Regions from separate parts of the Triticum aestivum genome. Here region 2 is linked to region 1. The links are chromatin contacts, called in public Hi-C maps. All regions are on one chromosome and are shown on one strand. Each heading gives the region's core, a stretch centred on a gene start, on an enhancer-like site or on the middle of the called end of the contact. The rest is flanking DNA. Distances are from core to core; before and after follow the strand shown.

Region 1 (2,893 bases), core at 63-2,562:
TCAATTTAGAATATAAACTGTTTAAGAAGTGACTCAGGCATACAATTGTAGAGGAAAGCGAAAGAAAGTAGTCCAGATGCATGTTGCCTAAGTTAGTTTTAACTAAAGTATTCATTGCCACAATTGAAGAGAAGCTTGTCCAACATCGTCTAAGATGGTTTGGGCATGTTCAGCGCAGGCCTCCAGAAGCTCCAGTGCATAGTGGACGGCTAAAGCGTGCTGATAATGTCAAGAGAGGTCGGGGTAGACCGAACTTGACATTGGAGGAGTCCGTAAAGAGAGATCTGAAGGACTGGAGTATCAACAAAGAACTAGCCATGTGCAATAACCATGAGTGGGTTGCGAGATTCTTATGGGTTTCAGCTCTAGCCTACCCCAACTTGTTTGGGACTAAAGACTTTGTTGTTGTTGTTGTTGTATTCATCGCCACAATATAGACTTGATGTTCACTCCTCTGGCCCTAACTATCAGTCTGCTACGCTAAACACAACTTAAAACCACGCTGTAGTTAATAGCCTACAACCATCAATAGTAATGCACATGTGGAACACGAGATGGTTTGGAGGATGAAAACAAAACCAGGCTAGTAATCAAATGGGACTGGGAGGATACCAAAACAGCATTAGCAAGTGACCAAATCCTGACTACTGATAAGCCCTTATCAAACTGTGTCTTTCTTCAGCAGAATTCAAGTTCATTTACTATATAAAAAGCATCGAAGCATCTTAGTAAAATTTACTGTCTGAACTACAATGTCCCACTACAAGTGCATAATTTTGGTACTGAGCTGGTTAATGCCTTTCTATCCAACAAAATTGCACGGCCGATGCGCCAGTAAAGCAATTATACGCTAACAATCGATAAGTTACTGTGACATCGCTGCTACCGATGCCGAGATCACATCAGGAAACAAGCAGATCAGCACGCACATGTGGAGTGTGTGCGGGTCAAAAGGAAACGAGAGGCCGTGCTCACCTGCGCGAGCTCCTTGTGCGCGTCGGCGTCGAGCGCGGCGACTGTGGCGACGCCCTTGAGGACGCCGGCGGCCTTCTCCCAAATCGGCGTCAGCTGCTTGCAGTGCCCGCACCACGGCGCGAAGAACTCCACCAGCACCACCCCGTTCGCGTTCAACACCTGCGCGCAAGCGAATGTCGGCACGGTCAGAGAGGAGCTCAAATGGGAGGAGGGCCGATCTGGCGACGGGGGAGAAGCGAGACCTTCTTGAAGTTGTTGGGGTTGAGCTGGAGGACCGGGGAGCCGGCGGAGTAGAGCGCGGCGGCCGGGGAGGCCGCGGCGGCGAGGAGGAGGAGGATGGCGGCGAGGATGGCCGGACGCATGGCGTCGTTGAAAAATTTCTGGAAGCCGGAGGGGGGGCTGGATGGTGGCGATCGATCGGCTGCGTCACCGGGGCGTGGTGGTGCGGATTTAAGTTTGCTCGCGAGAGAGGAGACGAACGCGTGTGCGGACCAATCGTGCGCGTCCACGTCTGGTGCTCTGCCACGTCGGTATGGTTTCGCCTCCTTGGCGCGACGGGATTGGTCGCGACCGTGGCATGGTTGGAGGACTGGGTGCACGGTTTTTTTTTTTTGAGGAAGGTGCACGGGAGTGTTCTAAAAAAAAAGGTCTTCTTGTTCAGACACTCCTGGGTAGACATTTTTGGTAGACCTATATGGTTATACATATATGTACGAAAGACACTGTTAAAAAATAAATTTAAAAAATGTTGATAAGTATTTGTAAAAAAATTAATAAGTCTTACAAAATGCTGAAAAATATTTGAAAATGTTGAACAAATATTTTAAAATTTTGAATAAGTATTAAAATTGTTGAACGAGTATTTAAAAATGTTGAGCAAGTACTCAAAAATGTTGCAGAAGTATTTGAAATGTTGAACAAGTATTTCAAATTGATAAATAAATATTAAAAAATATTGAATGATTATTTAAAAAATGTTGAACGTGCATTCGGAAATGTTGAACAAGTATTTAAAAAAGGTTGAATAAGCATTCGGTCAATGTTGAGATGTTGATCACTTATTAAAAACGTGTTTTTGAACTATACGAAAATGCCGAGTAAAAACAAAGACAAACATAAGAAAAAACAAAAATGGAGAAGAAATGTTAGACGTGTATTTAAAAAATATTGTTGACATATACAAAAAATGTAGAATAATAACCAACAGAGCAAAGAAAACTGAAAATAGAAACAAAAGAAACAAAAGAAAAATGCAAAAGGAATGGAAAAATAGAGAAGAGAAAAGAATCAAAATAAAATAAAGAAAAAGGAGAATAAAGAAAAACGGATAAAAAGAAATAAAATAAAATAAAGGAAAAAATCTCGAAGAATACGGCTCAAGTAGCCTAAAGTAGGTGGCACCCCTTGTTATTACCACAAAAGGAGGTTGAGCGGAATGGCTAGCGCAGCGCGCGTTCAACCTGAAGACCAAGAATCGAGCCTCCCTTCTCGCATTTCCTTTTTACTAAGTTGCGCATGTAAATGGGCCGGGGCCCAATACGTCGCGAGGGGAAAAAAAGCTTCAGCGAGAGTTGGTGCTTGCCTCCCTTCTCGCATTTCCTTTTTACCAAGTTGCGCATGTAAATTGGCCGATCCAATACGCCGTGAGGGGCGAAAAAGCTTCAGTGAGAGCTGGTGCTTGTCTCGCTTAAGGTGATAAATAGACGGCAAGGACATATCGTCGCTATAGGTCGCGCATATGAGCCTCGGGCGTGTTTTTGTTCAAATTTATGGGCAGTGCGCTTCGGGTGTGTTGGTGGGCTTTTGTAATGGGTCTGATCTAGATCTGGAGAAGGAGGAGTAGGTAGCACGGAGGAGAAGGAGGAGGCCAGAGAAGATCAGCTTCTCGATAGAATATCCGGTTACAATAATTCTCGAT
Region 2 (2,875 bases), core at 129-2,628, 200 kb before region 1:
GGAAGAAAACTTTAACTTTTCCCCTGACGACGTGGGCCAGCCGTGCTTTTCCCTTGCGCCGGAGCCCCCAACTGCCCCCGGTGCACCAAGTTCGGCCTGTGACCGCCGGGCAAAAAAAAGTGCCGAATCGGCGTTTTTTGGCGTCCGGGAGCACGACTGGGACGTTTTTTTGGCACCGGCGTCGAAAAAATGACCTGGGGGGCTTATTAGAGGTGTGGCTAGAGATGCTCTTAGCTCAGCTCACTCGTCTTGCTTCTCCGCTCCTCAGCTTGCTTGTCGTTTTTTTTCATGCTTGCTCGTTTGAGCTCCTTCCTAGTCGGCTCGCTCGCTTTTTATTCAACTGCTGGTTTTTGAGGGAAAAACGACCCTTTAGTTTTCCATAGATTAAATAGTTCATAAATGTGACTACATTTGCAGATTTAAAAAAAGTTACAAATTTTAAAAATATTCTTGAATTTGAAAAATGTTGTAAATTAAAAAAATGTTTGCTAATTTGAAGAAGTTCGTAGGTTGTAAAATTGCTCACCAATTTGAAAAAAGATCGAGAATCTGAAAAAATAAGTTTAAAAAACGATTGTCAACTTGAAAATTATGTGCAAACTTGAATTTTCTTCTAAAATTTGAAAACTGTTCACAAATTTGAAAATGTTTGGTAACCTAAAAGGTTTACAATTTTTTTTGCAAATTCAAAAGATGGTCAATGACTTGAAATTTTATCATTATTAAAAAAACGTTTGCAAATTCAAAGAAATATTTTGTGGTCTTAAAAATTCTATGAATTAAAAAAATCATGAATTTGAAAAGGAGTTCATAATTTCAATAAATTTCCAGAAATTTGAAAAATGTCTTGGTCTTAAAGAAGTTCCCAAATTTGATTTCATGAAATTCAAGGAAAATTTTGCCGATTTGAAATATATTAGCAATTTTTTTAAAACATAAACTTGGAATAAATCACGAATTGGAAAATTGAAAAAACGCAAAAATAAAAGGAAATGGGAAAATATATAGAAATTTTGAAAAAATATAAGGAACGGGAAAAAAGATAAGGAACCAGAAAAAATGAAAATAAAAAGGCAATATAAAGCAAAAGATAAAATGCACAGAAAAGAAAAAAAAGAAAAAAAATCTTCTGGAAGCTCCCTGTTTTTTGAGGACATGAGGCATTCTGGAAGCTTCCTTTTTTTTGAGGAATGCCCACACTTTATTAAAAATTCTTTTTGAGACAACCTCACTTTGTGAATTAAAACCGGCGAAATGGTAAGCCTAACTGGGCCAGCCCGTCTAACAGCGCGTTCCTGGGCCTTGGGCCGTGCTAGGTTTTGACAAGCCCGCCTCGTCTCCCTGTCCCTCCAGGGTCAAAGCCACTACCACCACTAGGGCCCTAGCCACCACATCGCAGCCGGCTCCCTCCCTTCCTCCTAGACAGGAGGTACCCCGCAGCCCGGCTCAAAAGCTCCACCGCCGCGCTCCGCAAACCCGACCGAATTCTCGGCCTCTCGCCCAGGGAGGCGACGCCACCGCGACTTCCCTCCCCGCCGTCGCCGCCTCCGCCTCCGCCGCCGCGCCCGCCGCGCGGCCTTTGCTTCTCTCCTCGGAGAATCGAGGCACGGGTGGTAAGTTTTTGAATCTCCCCGCCTCAAATCGGCCCGTTCGCCTCCTTTGCCTTGTTTATCTTGATCTGTTGTTTGCCTGCGTCGGGCAGGGGAACTGGCGCTGAGTGTTTCTTTGGTTCAAAACAAGTGTTTGGTGTTTCTTCTGCTGAAAACAAGTGTTTGGTCTTTTGCTGTTGAAAACAAGTGTTTAGTGTTGCTTAGATGCGTATCGGGTGTCCTCAAGTTGTGATTTTTGGGCGCTGTCTTACCCCCCAAAACATCCAATAGCGTTAAGATTTGACACTGTAAAACTCCCCTGTGCTGCAAAGCGTATGGATCGTGTTCGGTTATTGCAATTAAGACTGTTTTAGGAACCTGGACAGACACTACGTCCGCCATATTGTTAGCAATGTAGATTTCGTAGTACAATCCATCTTTAACTTTATGTAGAATCCCTTTGTGTGCTATATGTTTTTGATCTTAATCTTTTTTAGTTTCCATTCCTGTAAGGTCCATCGCGTGTGAAGATATCTAACATTCGACACATATGCTAGTGAAGGTTTGAGGGAACTGATCTTTATCTTATATTTTGTCTGGTTGAAATGGCACACTTGCAGTAGCAATCACATGTGTCATAGTTATCTTTTTCTTGGACTACTAGGAACATCAAAGTTGCCTTTTACTATCTTTATGTGATGGAAACAATTATGGATCTCTATTATAAAGAGAACAAAGCATATCTGGTACTCTGTTTGATTCTTCTGGTCGATCTTATAGTTGGCATACAATGTCCAGCGGAACTTGTGCTGACTAAAGCAAATGATTCAAAGTTTAGCACTAATATGTTCCCTTGAATTTGTGATCAGCATATGATGTTGGACTTCTTATAAGTTATAAGAGCTTGAGATTCTTGAATCAACTGTTATAGTACCTTATACACCCATAAGAAAACTATCAGGGTAAAACAGCAAAAGTTGGTGACGTTAACCATTTTAATTTCTCCACTTCTTATAAGAGTTTGGGATTGTTGAATCAAACTGTATAGTACTCCCTCTGTAAAGAAATATAAGAGCGTTTAGATCACTACTTTAGTGATCTAAACACTCTTATATTTCTTTACAGAGGGAGTACCTTATACACCCGTAGGAAAAATACTAGGGTATTAAAACAGCAAAAGTTGGTGACAACCATTTTAATTTCTCCACTTCTTATAAGAGTTTGAGATTGTTGAATCAAACTGTATAGTACTCCCTCTGGGTTTAGATCACTACTCTAGTGATCTA

What was found. Hi-C and Micro-C count contacts between places; a contact is called where the count stands out from the background.
Region 2: a Hi-C map of leaf shows a contact between it and region 1, with 4 times the contacts expected there. The contact joins the promoter of LOC123103937 here to the promoter of LOC123103935 in region 1. A contact is called at or near these places in 2 of 5 Hi-C or Micro-C datasets (both in leaf).

What each region holds. Positions count from the first base shown.
Region 1 is chr5A:450,825,582-450,828,474 of IWGSC CS RefSeq v2.1, reverse strand. It overlaps LOC123103935 (protein disulfide isomerase-like 2-3), which reads right to left and starts at 1,312. Exons shown (of 9, transcript XM_044525635.1): 1 at 1,218-1,312; 2 at 976-1,134. The coding sequence starts at 1,312.
Region 2 is chr5A:451,026,277-451,029,151 of IWGSC CS RefSeq v2.1, reverse strand. LOC123103937 reads left to right here and starts at 1,378. Exons shown (of 2, transcript XM_044525637.1): 1 at 1,378-1,613.